2 separate regions of the Drosophila melanogaster genome follow, and region 2 is linked to region 1. A link is a contact called in public Hi-C data. All regions are on one chromosome and are shown on one strand. The core of a region is the stretch at or near the end of the contact, and the rest is flanking DNA. Distances in the headings are between cores, read along the strand shown.

Region 1 (7,870 bases), core at 2,117-4,616:
GCGGAACTGGTTCCATTCGCCTGTGGCAGTACGAGTATCCCGACAGGAGGGTCATTGATGACTCTGATGGAAACAAGTTGGGAGTTGCTGGAGCCCTTAATATGCTTAGTGCAGCCACTTTGAGCTCTCAGCCGGTTCACTGCTTTGACTGGCATCCAGACAAACTGGGCCTAGCCGTCTGTGGAGCATTCGATCAAAGCGTGCGCGTTTTAATTACCACCAAACTAAACACTTTTTAGATGGTGGACATCAAAAGAAACCCATTAAAGAAATGCTTCATACTTGTGATATTGGATGATGGGTTAATTCATAGGTTTATATTTTTATGAATACACTTTCATTGCACCTATTGCTAGACAATAAATCCTTAATGCGCAATAGCTTTTAAAATCAGAAAAACTGGATAATCTGCTTGAGCTGAATTATATTACAAATCAAAACTAGCTTACAAATATATATCAGCAATAAACTATTTCATGTACAATAAAAAATGACTCTTTTTATTTGTTTTGCAATTACAAAATAGTATAAAACCTTATATAGTGTATAACTAAGATCGAGACGCATTCATTCGTTCCTGGACAATTTTTGTCAGGTCTTCGATGCGTTTTTCCAGCTGCTCCACTTTTGCAGTCTGTTCTGCCGATACATCCACATTTATGGCTCTCTTCAAAGCATTCAGACAAGATGTTCCCGCCAGTCTGGCTGAATTTAGTTGAGAGGTAATCATTACCTCACTTTCCTCTTGAATGTGCTCTGTGATGGCCGCCACTGAGAGATCGCAGACCTCTAAACAAAGATCTAGGGCTTTTAAAGCGTGCTCCGACTTGGTTTCCCAGCCCAAATGCTTCGGTGTGTACGCACGATACGATTTTACCAGTTTCTCGGCCTTCTTCAGTGGCGTTTGGGCCACCAAGGCGGCCAGTTCCCACACAAGAGGCTCGTTACCATGTTGAATGCTCTGCTGTCCCAGAAGCTTTATGAGTCTTTTGATCAGAGCACTTGAGCCGGCGGGGTCCTCCTTGGAAACTCCGTAAACAATACGGGTTAGCACTTCCTGATCGAGGTAGTGCTGCTTTAGCTCCGCCATGCGCTGGTAAGCCCGCATGGCGTCGTCCCAGTGGGAAGTATCCACGGACACCAGCATGTAGTTCTCCCAAACCTTCCAGTTGCTGTAGTTGCACTTCAAGGCCTCACCAAGAACACGATGGGCCCGCTGTTTGTCACCCAATTTAATCAGGGCCTTGGCTAGGTTATTCCAGGATTCGAATCCATTGGGTTCCAGGTGGGTGTAAGCCAAATAATATTTAACAGCCGGCTCCCAGCGTTCCAGTTGGATTGCACAGTAGCCACAGCGCAAAAGAATCGCTTCCTGCAAGTTGTTAATCTCTAGCGAAATCTCGAAGTGATCCATTGCCTGGGCATAATCCGCACTCCTATAGAAATGGTTGCCCCAATAGGCTTGAGCTTTTCCACTTGTCTTTTTGGAATACAACCAAGCCTGCTCATAGAACGAAGGATCATCGATAGCATCGCCAAGGAGGCAGTACAGCAATGCCGTTGGCTTCTTCTCCAGTTCCTGCCTGATGATCTCCGCTGCCTTGTGACGGAGTTCCAGACTCGTGTAGCACTCGATCACCTGCTGCCAGGCGTGTATGCGAAGACAGATGTCCAGAGCTGTTTTGGTCATGCCCAAGGATCGCAGCAAGTCGACAAGCTGTAGCTGCACCTGCCACTTGGGACTCAAGTGGGCGGCGAAACCGTAGGAGAGTCGGGATCGCAGCGATAGCTCCTCCTCGGAGGTGTCAAGCAGTTTGACACACTCCTCGCATTGTTTCCAGCTGCGTTCGACTGTCCTTCTTTGATTCGATTCCTGAAGGCAGTTTAGAAGAAGGGCTGACTGCCGGACTTGGAATGGTCCGTGTTCCTGGTAAAGTAGGGTTTGTGTATACGGCTCCAGTTGTTCATCCGCCAGGCGATCCTTAGGCGTTGAGCGTTTCAATTGCTTTCTGTGTAAAGGAAAGATTTTAGTATATCAGAAAAATATTATGCACCATTAGCCATTCTTACACTTTGGCCAGCACCAGAGCTTGGAGAACACTGGGAAGCGTCATCACTTCGTTGTCCTTCAGTTCCACAAAGCGTATCCGCTCCAGTCGCGTGTCATCCTCCAGAAGAAGCAGTTTTGGCAATTTGGTCGTCTCATTTGTTTGGACGGCTGGAGGCAGAGGCTGCTGCTCGTTTAGATGCTCAACTTTGAGGCAGAGTTGTGGCAGGGCCTTCTGCTGGAATTTGGTGCGTACTCCTAGTAAACCCTCAACTTTTAGCTCCACCTGGAGATGCTTGCACAGTTCATCCAGTATTTGGGAGGCTATTTCAGAGCGATGAAACTGCAGGTAGCCATTGGCCAACTCCAGTAGTAGCAGGGATTGCAGTTCCCTGCTCTCAAACTGATTGAAATGAGCCTGAAGATGTCCAGCTGCTGACTTAAACTGCTCATACAGGGAGGCCGCCAAATCATCCAGCACATGTTGATGCAGGCAGATCAGACGCAATCGCCACCAAATCAGGACCTAAGTATATCGCTCATTAATAAACAGCAGTGCATTTCACTGAAGCCAACAAACCTTTGATTCTGGATGGTTTTCTAAAAGTCCCTCAAGGATTTCCCTGGCAATCAGTAGTAGTTCTACAGATTTTACATTTGGATTCAGTTCCTCGCCGCTGGCCTTCAGTTTCTCGAGTGCGTCGAGTTTCTCCAGCTCTAGTTCACTATGGATTTGTTGGTACTCTTCGAGTTTGTCAAAGGGCCCAGTAAAACTGTTTTGAACAAAAGCGAATATCAGCAGCAGGAAATCCTTGAGTTGTGAGGTGGGATTATCATTCGGATCTGGCTTGACATGCTCCTGCCAGCGTTGAAGGATCTCCCGGAGTTCATCTATTGTCCACAGTTTCTGGCGGGTCCACAATTGACGCAGTGTCTCATCCGCGGGCAGATCTATGGGCAGTTTTTATATCAGATATTACGGGCTATTATTATTATTTGTACCTTCAACTGTCACCGCATCGTTGAAATTGCATATATAATATTCACTGAATATATCGGCAACCATTATAAAAGCTTTTGATGAAATTGTTGTATATTTTGGATAAACAATCCACGTGCTTCACGTGTTTAAAAATACCGGCTTGATTTAAGGCAAAGTTACTACTTTATAAGAGAAACTTTACTTGGTTGGTACGTTAACGGTTTTTCTTGAATTAATTCAATCTTAATTTAATTGCTTAACAGTCATTTAAAGCGTGTTTCTAGAATGTTTTTAAATCGTGCAGATTGTTTATTAGTGATGGGAGTTCCCGAATGTTCCGCAAATAATCAGCTGATCCAAAATATCGCTACTAAAGGCGGAAAATTTAAAGGAAAATACCTCGTTTCTAATAACAAGCAGTCCCTCTCTACCATCTTAGTAAGCTAATTAAATAGTAGCAACTAAATATCCTTTCTGTCAATGAATACATTTTATGTCTATTGCGCGCAATCTAAAAACTTTCAACAAATGAAGTGAAGTGAAGAACTCTTCAAGGGTATTAAAATTCAGTATTATAAATACCAAATGACCTGCATAAAGCTAACCAACACTTTGTCTTGGCGGTAATTTCAAACGCATCTACAAATCAGCTAATCAAAAGAACAGACATTATTTTTAGCCTTACGTTACCTAAAATCGCCCTGCGCCGATTGGTGCTGCCTTCAATTTCGTGCAATTAGACGGATTTACATCATTGACCAAGTCGCGACGGCGCCAGTACGCAAGTTCATGTTTCATTAAATTGCTTTTTAAAATAGCTGCCCGCCTCACTTGAATATTTATATAAGTCACATGAAGCAAACTCGTGAAATGGACAAATTTATTTTTAAAGAATCTTTGTTATTATTGGGAGAGTGCAGGGGAATTACCGATGATAGAGCGCAGCTTTTTCTGCAATTGCCAGAACACACAATGACTAATACACTGGCGAAGATAGCTTCGAAAAGCTTGGTGGTATTTTATTTTTTACGTCTTAGCCGCCGCCGTAGCTTCTAAATTTAAATTTCACGGTCAAGGTCGTCGATTGCCGTCGCTATCGGAGAACGCGCTGAGTTGCCGAGGGGGTGGTGGTGCGGGTGGGGCATTGGCATCGAGCACAGCCCCCCCAAAAACGCAGTACAGTTGCCGGCGGAGAAACAAAAGAAATCGTATCTGGCAGATACTTTGTATATTCCGGCGAAACCCAATAGCACAAGATGCGATAAAGGGTATCAGTGCCATTTAATTGCGATGTGTGGGTCTATCTGCGAACACTTATCGTCGAATGGAATCTGCCAAACAAATCCGGTGGTAAGATAAGGATGGTATTTCCCGTTACCAACTCATTGGACCTAAATGCGGCTGTATTATTTTAATGGAATTTTAATTAGTTCTACAAACTAGATTACACCTTGTTATTAATTTTTTAAATTTAAGATAAATTCTTGAGTTTCAAATACTCACATTAATATGGATTGTTTGTGAATCATTATATCTTAGAAGTAGAACTAACTAAAAATGTATTAAGATACATATATGTTTTATGTTTCCTAACCTTCGTTAATTAGTTCCTGATTTTGTAATATCATACGTATGCAATAATTGTTTGTAAGCCCTCATTGCGCTTATAATATTGAACTTAAGAAAGTTCTAGACTAATTACTATAAACATTTTCAACTCATTTTATTTCAATTTTTAAAATTTTTTCTTTTTTAACTCTCAACAGGTCTAAGCTTTTTTAACGGCTAACTTCCATGTAACTCTTAAATTTTTTAAAATTTGAATTCCACCACATAATCAAAAGAGAAAAAAGCTTTTATTTCTCTTATTTAAAAAATACTCTTTTTGCCTGTAGTATCTCTTCGAGTTTCAAGTTTTCTGCTGAGCTTGGCTTAGTAGTCAGCATAAAAGATTTTGTCATTTTGGCGCGATTATTCCGCTCTCTCCCTCTTTATTGCAGTGCACTCTCTTTCACGCCTGCGTTGCATGGCCAAGTGCACAACGCATTCAAATGCACTCGAATCGAATCCGGTGAATTGAAGCCGGCACGCGGCTTCCAAGTGGACGTCATCATGACCCAAAACGGGCAGTTCGGTTTTATTTTTTTGTTTTTATCTCCAGTTGCTAGGCTGCAAGTTGCACGTCAGTCATGAATAATGCAGATACAAATGCCCTCACACAGGTACAAAAAAAAAATAAAGATGCAAACATTCACTGCAGATACGCAAATGACTAAAGTCCAAATCAAAACAATGGTGAATGAAATTCAATGAATCAATTGGGTTCTTAATAAGCAGACATACTATTGTTTTTTGTTAAACAAAATTATGAAGAATAATACATATATTTTGGTACATTATGTGCTTTATCATTTTCAGATACATACATTTTTATTTTAATCTGAGCTGATTGGAAAAAAACTTGAGCTCGTATCGCCTTAAAAATAAACAAAAGTATAAGATTTCACAATTAATTTATTTAGAATTTTTATTACATCTAGAATAACTCTATTATGTATTATAAATGTATATAAATTATTAATGTATTAATTTTTGCAAATAAAAAAAGTTTGTTTAAGATTTTTAATATTTCTTTTAGCCAAGTTCCTGTTCAAAACAAAAGAACATTTCCAACCTGTCTAGAAATAAATAATCCTTTAGTTTTTTATTTGTTTAACTGGTCCACATAAATAAATTAAAGTTCTAAGCTCAAAACATTTGTTCGCTGTCTCCATCTCTATTTATATTTATTTATATCTGTTTTGGTGGGTTTAATTGCATTTCGGTTAATTTATATTTTCTTATTTTGTTTTAGCCTTTTTAATGTTTCTATTTGCCTGTTTTGCTTGCAGCCCAGCCATTCAAGGTCGTTCGGGTTTTGTTTCAATATATTCGTATTTACTTTTTTTTCAGAGATGTATTTGTGTGCTTTTGTTATGGCAAATAAATGCAAATAAATATAATTTGTTAAAGCGTTCATTTTTACTTGTCGACCAGCGCTCGCCTGAAATAATTTAATTGCTATGACATAAAAGCCAGCCCCAGTTGCTCAAACATTTGGCTACTCGATTTGTGCGCCAGCTTTGTTCTCTGATTTTCCCCCCTCGTTTCATTCATCCGCGGAATCGATGTCAGTGGGTTTCCATGTCTCCGGCGCCGGCGCAACATTTTCAGCCTCAAATAAGTTTTCACTTTCGCGCCGCAACTTTCACGAAACTTTGTGCCCCATTCGCCGAGTGCCCCTTTTGCCCAAAGGCGGACTCAAAAGGCTGGCTTCGGGGTCAATAGTTTGTGCTAAATTTATTAAAATTTTTACTTTTTAAATGCTCATAAAATTTGTTAAATGCCCAATTAGGTTTTGACGAAGAAATTATTTACTGCATTCCAGCGTTTCCCATTTCGTTGTAGCTTTCGCTTGATGTAAATAATTGCATTTTCAACTGCTGCACTTTGCAGTTTAGTTATCGTTTGTGTTGAAAGTGGCACAAGAGTGTTTGGCAAAAAGTCTTTTTTCGGTTATTAGAAGCTATAAGTTATCGATTTTGTTAGAAAAAGATAGAGTAAGTAACTTATCCTGAAGAAAACATGTATTTCAGAATCACTGTCTGTCCGTATAAACATCGAGATCTATATATATCGTACAAATATATAAAGAAAGAGATTTTAAAAGAATTTCCAAATAATTTCCTCGCACTTCGTCTAGCAAAGTAATGGGTATCTGATAGTCGAGACTCTAGACTATGGACTTATTATGTACCCTTCAATCCATCGGAAAACTCATAACAATATACCATTCAACTAAACTGCTTGATAAATTTTCATTTTTCGCTGTGTGCTGACTATGACTAAAATGCCACACAACGCATGCTAAAAAGTTCTACCGAAATTAATTTATTTCGCACTTAATTATTCAGCGCGAGCAGCACGGAGACGCGGCGACCTTGAGCAGCCTCCTCTCCACCGCCTTCTAAAACCAACCCGCTCGCCGCCCCGCCCACTCACACAGCGGCTACTCGTTTCTGGTTGCGATCAAATAACGACTGCCAAGCAAAAAATGGCAGAGCCAAAATTTGATCATACTTGGACATCCACATCCATTGCCCCCAGAACCACAATCGCTGAACGGGGATAACAACATTGTAGCGACTTGAGTGACAGAGGAGATCTTTGAAAATAGTTTTTGTTCTGGGGATGGGGCCGTTGAAATAGAAACACCACGGACTTGATGCGCAATTGGCTAAAAGGTGCTGACTGCAGAAATATATTTGAGCATCATAACAAAATGATGAGTCGGGGGAAGTATGAAATTAATAGTCGCATAGAAACAAAAATTTTATCTTTAAGGCCATGAAAATACCATGTGACATTTAAAAAATTTATAATTTGCAGATAGAATTGAGAAGTGTAATATATACATACTCACAAATACAAAAATGTATTTGGAATTCTTAGAACCGACGATGCGAATTTGAACCATTTATCTGCTTGATGTATGAAATTTTTCTGTTATCATTGTATTTAGATATATTGAGTGTGAAGTTTTGCGTTTGAAGGAATAACATTTAAAGATATTTACTTTTTTCTTCTTCAAGAAATAAAATTATAGTAATAGAATAATAGATATTAGTTATTCGGTTAGTTATCCCTTCCCAACACTAATCTTGTGCATTCTACATTGACTTGATTTGTACAGCACTGATTACTTTCGCGATTATCGCATTTGCTAGCTAAGGTTTAGTTAGAATGAATTACGCATTTCAGCCCTGTGAATCCCATTGCACTACAAAGCTGGCAAATTACCT
Region 2 (7,870 bases), core at 1,452-3,951, 100 kb after region 1:
CTTCGAAATATTAGAATAGATAGAAGAGACTTCCACTTTTATAAAATTTGTGAATTTGAACTTGCTTCTCGTATCTCTAAATATTCGACTTACAAATATCATTGCCTAACCCAATCGCTTTTAGCTTGGAGTTGCGATCACTTCTTAGACTTCCAAATCTACATAAGCCAACTGATGTTAAAAGACAAATATGGATATCTTCTTGCCAGATCAGCAGTTTGCTAGCTCGGTCGGTCAGTCAGTCACTCAGTCCCAGGGAGCAGAAAATGCTTTTGGCCAACTCAGCTCGACGGAATCATAAGCCAAACCAGAAAAGCGAAAACCGGGCAGAAAAGAAACCGCCCAACAGAAAAGTCTGTACCAAGTGCTATACATCCCTCTCTATACTTCACATTGTGGCCGTCTCTTTCTGGACGGCTGTGGTCGTGCCGAAATTTGGCAATGAACTTGAAACACGTGTAAGAGGTATGAATAATTTGGCCAAGACAAAGAAACGAAGCAGTCAAAGAGAAGAGTGGCGGCCCAAAAGTCGCGGGAAGCCAAGCAAGGGGAAGAACGTCTTTTGTAACAATTTTGCATGATTTACGAAATTTCAGGGAGTCTCTTTCGGCCCCTTTTCTTTCTTTTTTTTCTCTGCTCGGGGTTTATTGTATTTTTAATTATTTTCGGCGTAATAACCTAGATTCGTGGCATCGACCGCCAGCAAGTCCGAGTCCCGAGTCCAATTGCGAGTCATTCGGTCATATAATTTCTACCTTTTCCCTTCATAATGGTTGTTTTTCTTCGGTTTTCTTTTTCTGGTCGATTCTAGCTGTTTTCTTTTGCGCTTTGCATTTTCACCAACGCCAAAATGTTCGTCATTTTCTTCTTTGATTTTTCCATTTTATTATTTTACTTTCCAGGGAATATTTAAGTGTTGTAGATCTCTATATAGGCAAAGAGTCATGCTGGCGAATTGAGTGCTTGTCAAATTATGCTTATATCTATAATAATTTAATTTGTACTTCATACTTCTAATTCTCGAAGTAGATGAAAAGGAAAGACTGCTCCAACTCTATTTCAAACCGAATGCAATGTATAATGTCTTGCAGCAATAGGATCATACAATCATACAACAGGTACCAATAAAAATATAAACGTATAAAGCCGGTTAAATTACGGCAATGCTATCGACTGACAGTTCATTCATCAACCGAGCCCACAAAGAACCTTTTGAGGGATACACGCCTACTGTCTTCTACCTGCCTCAAGACCCAGAACTGGGCAACCATAACCTAGCGCACTTAGAAAACAGGCTCGCACAGATCCCAGAAACTTCCCAATCAGAATAGAACGGTACCTGGCCCACAGGCACCTGTGGCATAAGAAATTAATGATTCCACCGACCACTCCTCGGATTCGTTGGCATACCAAATGAGTTCCTCGATTTACCACTAAAGGTTAGCACTTAGTTTCGGGGTTCGTATCACTCACCTGGAATGGAAAGAATCGAGAATATATGATGAGCCAAATTAGTTAACAAATGTCGAATGCTACAATGGAAGGGTAATCAAAAACACGCTCTTATCAAACTTATTCCAAGGTTTAACCCCCACTCCCGATTTTAGATCATTTCCGCGTTTTTTGTATGTTGCGATGTACATATGTATGTATATGTACATAGATATGTACATACATGTTTGTTGCTTCTGATTCGGTATAGGCGTATGACCGCACCAGGGGCAAAATAATATTGCCAAGTGCGCAAAAAGCCCTTGCTAGAGTTCAGCGAGCCCAGCTCCATATATGTATGTATATGTTCGTATATAGTACATATACATATGTAGAACAGGTAAAATATAACTAAACTTATCTTATCATTGAAATACACGTGAACGAAATAGATAAACATAATCGTTTGCATAGGGGTTAATATCGCGTATTTGGGCCCATGGGTGGGTAAATCGTAAATAGCTTACTATACTGTTGAAATTGAGATTAATAATAGCTCAGTTGAAAATTAATTTAGCGTTTACTTCAATAATAAAAATGTTTATATGCATATAAGATTTGGCAAATTTATAAGATTGTTTCGTGAATTATATGTTTTGTATGATTAAACGAAAGCCCCTTATATTTTAAATTATTAGAAATAGTTAAATGGATATCTTGTCAAAAGTGTTTGTGCCCCAAATAAACACGTTTCCGACAGGAGGACAAATCGCCAGCATCGAAGGTTAAGTCGAATGGACTCCGACAGATGGCGCTGCGGGGGCAAATAGCTAATCGTGTGTCCATGAGATACAATTCCTTATTTTTAGCCACTCAGATACAAATTGCGTTTGTGCGTTTGCCGAGTTCACTCCACTAGAGAAAACAATGAAAATATTTAGACGGACAAAGTTCTGCCTCCAAGTGCGAGTACAACAATTGTTTCGGGCAGCCCAAATAACATTTATGTAGCTCTCTATTTTAAAATGCGTGTGCGGGTATTTTTTTTTGTACATATGTATGTATGCGTGATGGTCTCATTTTCGGTGTACATACACAGAAAATTATTTCGAAGTTCAAGGTCAGTAAACTTGCTACGCACACGCACAATGGGAAACGAAATAAAATAAAATAAAATGAAACGAATCGAAAAACACGAAGTGCGGGCAGCACCCGAACACTAATACAATCGCCAAATTATCTCTCTCCTCCTCACTAACACACTCAAATAGCGCTCTCGATCGCTCTCTTTGCGGTTTAATGAAACTAGAACGATTTTCGAATGAGCTGCTCTGAGGAAGCGAGATGGAAATGGAAAGGAAGACAGAGAGGAAAGGAGACGGAGAGTCCAAGACGGGGATCAAATGGAAAGGAAGGTAAGAAACCCAAGCTCCACATCCCAAAAAAGATACATATTTGTGGAATGATCTACATACGAAACATCATCACCCTTTCATAAAAGTTGTGTAATAGAAATTGTAGCATTAGATATTTCTCGAATAAATATAACTAATAAATTATTTATTCTTCTTATTAAAATAAATAATATGGAGTGTATTTAACATTAAATTATTTCTAATATATTAGTGGACTACATCTATCCTTTTTGTGTCCTGTGTATCCTTCACAAGCTTTGCACCCAAGCTGATAGGCCTCTGCAAGGGTATTGCGATCACTTGAGCATAGGAAATAGTTTGAAACGATTTGAAACTTGTGCGGGTGTTAAAACGATATCAACTTGATTTGTTTGAGGCCCGAAATTATCTCCGATGATCTTATGCGCGCGGAGAACCAGTTTCGACACTCGTTAATTAACGAAATAATCTGCTGGAAACTTGTTCAAACAAAACTTCTGTCGATGATCGAAGAGTAGAGGCAAAGGCCAAATAATAATTTGGCAACGACAAGGGTCAAAACTCGCTGGGAAGGTCAGATTTAAATGTTGGCTGGAATCGTTTCCTATCACGATCTCTTTCGCATTCTTTTCCAATTTCAATTTGAATTATTGCTATGTATATTATAATGTTTACTGGCACAAAAAAACGGAAAGTTGTTCATCGACTTTTTCTTTTTTCAGTTTCGGTTACTTCAATCCATTACTGATAGCATCTCTGTTCTCCAGAAAATAAGAAGTAACACTTGAAAACTATATAAATACCGAACCGAGTACACTATGTGTTCTTCTAAGGTGATGCTGAAATCAAAAGTTGAGATCGCAGTAAGAGCTCACATCCTCTTTTCTTTTTTTTTTTTTCTCCAGCTGTTGCTATCTTCGGTTATGCTATTTCGTTCTTTCTCTTTGCTACTTTCTTCGTCTTTCATTCAGTTATGTAACGTGGCCATGGCCTGCTTTCTTTATTTGGACAGCGTCTTGGGCAAGTGAAATAGGTTAATGGGCATCGGCATTTCACTGGGATTGTTTGTTTTGGTTTTTGAGGAAAGTAAGTTGGGAAAGTATGTTTTCAAGTGCATTTCGTGGTTATTTTTTTGGGATTCGTTTTGAGCTGTTTGGCGATTATCATACTAAAAAGTGTGATAATTATTCATAGAGTGTACGAGTTCTAAAAGAAGTGTGGGCTGGAGTAAAATCCATATGTGCCTCAATTAAAGTTCCTTTCAAAATTTGTGCAAAATGCTGGCGGATCTTGTTTTAGAATTTGTTAGGCTTTCAGTTCTAATGATAGTTGTTAGATGTTTTATTGCTAATTATGCGAGTGCGTGTGCTTTGCCATGATTAATACGATTAGGAGGGTCTGAACTGATGACTGGTGATGTCATTTCGCCAAACGCTTTGGAGTTAAAAGGTTCCAACTGGCAAAAGCCTATTAAAAATTATGAGAATTTTCGCAGAGTCACTTTTGAGGCTCGGTTCGGTCGAAGTTAGACAATCGTAATTCGCGTAATTAGGCGAGTTCAAGTAACTTTTGCTTGGTGCTTAGTTTTGGCCATGTCATGGCTCAGTTGCCAAGCGGCCAAAAGCGGCCCCACACCCCTCTTTCACGCTCAGCTGTGCGTTTGGCATATTCAAGTGTCAATTACAATTGCCTCAGGGGCGCAAACGAAAAAAAAATCACAGAATTTAAACGATTATACACAGCGCGAACGCAGGCAGCATTTAAAATGCGTAGAACGAACTTGAACTTCAGCACAAAAGAAGGAGGAAGTCGGCCCCAAATATCTACGAATTATCTACCTAGCGCGAAACCGAGAACATAATCTCTAAACGCAAAACCCAAGCAGAACCCAACCCAACTCGATTTCAAAGTCAAGGGCTAAGGGGCGAACGTGTTCAAAATGCTAAAATACCCTGCATGGATAGAGGTAACCAACGAAATATTGCCCTAGAAACCAGGTAGGGGGCTTTTGGGGGAGTTACGTGGCTCGTGGCACGTTGTTCGCCATTTTGTAGGAAGCTCCGAAAAAAAAAAACAGAAGAGAAATGAAAGACTATTGAGCAAACCGCTTTGGATCAACTCAAAATTTTATGCGGGCAACATTAACAAAAATAAAAAAAAGACAAAGAACCATAAGAAAAAGCATAGGGAGAAGAATACGCACCAAAAAACGAACAAGAAGAAGACACTGCAAAACCGAAAACCAAACTTTTTTGGCATAAAAAGAGAACTCACCAAATAATGAAAATGTCAATGTCCGAACAACCTTGAAAGAAGCCAAAGGAGAAAAGCTGCCACACGAAAAAGAGAGATATTCGGCGGGGGGAAAAGAGGGCGGAAGGAGAAAAGAGAAGGGTGGAAGGAGCGTATCGCATTGAGAATCACTTAAGTGTAAGGGCCCAAACTGAATTTGCAATGCGCATAAAGTTCCCAGCCAACCCTAAAAAAATTGAAAAAATCCAATCCAAGTAAAGGGTTTATGCATCACCTTCGATCAAGGCAATTAGAATTTGAGATCACTTTGACGGATCGCTACGCAATTGAATAGAAAAGTCTAGCATATATAAAAGAGATTGTAAAGATCAACAGGTATCTAAAGATCTATGAGGAAACTTAAACTATTTTCAAGGCAATCTTCAAATCTTTTTGTAGCTTACAAAAAATCGAACGCACCTATGTAATCATACAAATTTACCAAAAATTGGTGGTATGTGTTTTATATTGATTTATATTTAGTGAGATATTTATTGGCCCTTCGATAGTTATTTTTATATCGAACAAATTATTTTTATTGAAGCTGCATTAATTTACGAAATCTAAATGACCAACTTTTAAAAAAGCTTTCTGTAATCTGTGTAGGCGCCCCAAGTGGACGGTTTCAGCAACTCAGAGCTTTCTGAAGAAGACAAGTATGCGCCAACCACCGTCAGATGGCGCCACACGCTAAACATCCACATTCGTTAAATTAAAATTGAAATTCGTTTTACCATATAACTGACTTGGATTTTCGAAAATAAATATGTTTGTTTGATTAGCAGAAAAATAATAGCAGTAACATTTTTAGGCCTGTTATTAATTCAGCTAAAAAGCTTGAGAAAATATATTTACAGTTGCTCTTTGACGTCACTGCAGATTTGAAGGAAACCCGAAATTGAGTTCATGAACGTTTGTCGACTTCAATTTGTGTGCTAGGCTGGGCGAACAAAAAAAAATATATATAATATGCACATGGTGGGGGAGGGAAAGAGAGGGGTAACAGTCGCCACATGCAACGAGGTCACGTGCAGTTGGCTTGGCAATATGGCGCTCTACACTCACAACCTTACGACGCGATAGCGAGCGGCTCTATGAAAATGCACTGCAAGGTTGCACCCCCTCTCTGGCCCACCGAAAAACCCCCGCTCAGCCCCCACGCCATCCCCTTTAGCCACCTAATTGTGAGACAGGGCGAATGAACTGAACTGACCCGCTTCGAAGTAACCTCTAAAAGTGCTCTCTGCGTATTTGTGCGACTTTTTTGTCTGCTATTTTTGAGATTCTATTGAAAAATACGGTCAGCTTGTGTGGGTGGTTGGCTTTTGTTAGCTGAGTTTGGTTTGCAATAATTAAAAGTATTTATGGATTATGATTAGGGCGTATTGAAAAATTGCAACTTTTTAATTGAATTTAGCCATTGATTGCATATATCTGATTCGTTTTGCCAATAAATTAAATGTAATTATTAAATATAATATGTTATTCACATATCGATAATAAGCAATTTTAATGAGAAGCAGGTTATAGATTTCCTTTAAATTTGGAAATATGTATAATAATAATGTTTTAAAATATTTTTTTTTTTTATAGAATATTTTAAAAGTCCATAACGTTTAAATAGTTCGATTTGGGTTTAAGTCAGATTTGAAATTTCAGTATTTAACACTATTTGACAGTGTTTTGTTAATAGAAAATCTCCTAGTCTAGCAAAAATAACAATAAAAATAATTCGATTGTATATTAAAATAAAGTATTAAATTCTTTTTTTTAAGGGATCTGCTTGTTTTAATCCTTCAGTTTTAGGTGTAAGAAAGAGAGAGAGGTATACCTCTTGCCCGCTCTTCCGCTGCCATTTCCGTTCGCCATCGCCAAAAAAGCTTCTCGCTCTAAGCTTTTCCCCTTTTGAGAGTGTGTGTGTGAGCGACACACAAATTGAGTGCAAGTTCAACACACAGACACACGCACACTCGCATATCTATGACAAAATCCGTAGCTGCAGTTCGCTGCCTGAGTGTGCGTGTGTATCTGTGTGTAAATTTAGATCGAGGCTATTGCTTCACAATGCTGCTGGTGCATTCAACTCGGTGCTCAGCTCGAACAAAGCAAAAGGGGCAGAGAGCACAACATTAAGAAAAATTATGTTGAATTTATTTATTGCATAGAGCGTAGCGCTGGTCTCTCTCTCGATTCAATTGCAAAATGCAAATCGTGTGGATCTGAGGCTCCAATGTACATAACACATCGGACATGACACCGTATTCCGCAGCCGCGCTCATTTATTTTTATGAGTTATTTGACTCAGTTTCAGCGGTGGCAAGGTTGTGGCCCACTAGAAACACTGGGGACAGGTGAAGAACCTCTGATGACATTCGATTCGATCGAGCGATTGATATTGTTGAGCTGGAACTAGTTTTCGCTTAGTTAATTTGTTACAACTTACATACGCGGCGGGAATGAAGGGATTAGAAGCTTGATTGATCGATCGCAGTTGACTTACCTGAAAGTAGAATAAATATTTGATAAGTAATTGAAAATTATTTGAGTATTTCAAGGACTGTTTGTATATTTCTAAATTATAATTCAAAATCCTCGGTAAAGACATAATTTAAAATGAGTTCTTAAATAACTCTCAAGATATCGCTAGCATCCAAAGTACATTTAATTATGTTAAAACTTTTCCAATTCAATTAATCTTTGATCTTCAATGCAACCGCCTCATAAATCAAGCATTTCCCAACACGCTTAGCCTT

The links. A called contact is a pair of places that touch in the nucleus more often than the background predicts.
Region 2: a Hi-C map of the Kc167 cell line shows a contact between it and region 1, with 5 times the contacts expected there. A contact is called at or near these places in 7 of 107 Hi-C or Micro-C datasets (the Clone 8 cell line, the Kc167 cell line, the S2 cell line and 2 more) and 2 of 7 datasets of targeted methods (the Kc167 cell line and the S2 cell line).

The regions. Positions count from the first base shown.
Region 1 is chr3L:17,909,199-17,917,068 of dm6, forward strand. It overlaps CG5290, which reads right to left and starts at 3,367. Exons shown (of 4, transcript NM_140769.3): 1 at 3,050-3,367; 2 at 2,628-2,998; 3 at 2,071-2,573; 4 at 285-2,009. The coding sequence starts at 3,113. The coding sequence ends at 551. Wdr92 (WD repeat domain 92) reads left to right here. Exons shown (of 2, transcript NM_140768.2): 2 at 1-485. The coding sequence ends at 239.
Region 2 is chr3L:18,014,055-18,021,924 of dm6, forward strand. The region is part of intron 3 of Eip75B (Ecdysone-induced protein 75B); the gene reads right to left. Among named protein-coding and RNA genes, the nearest start is that of lncRNA:CR45922, 20 kb to the right of the region's middle.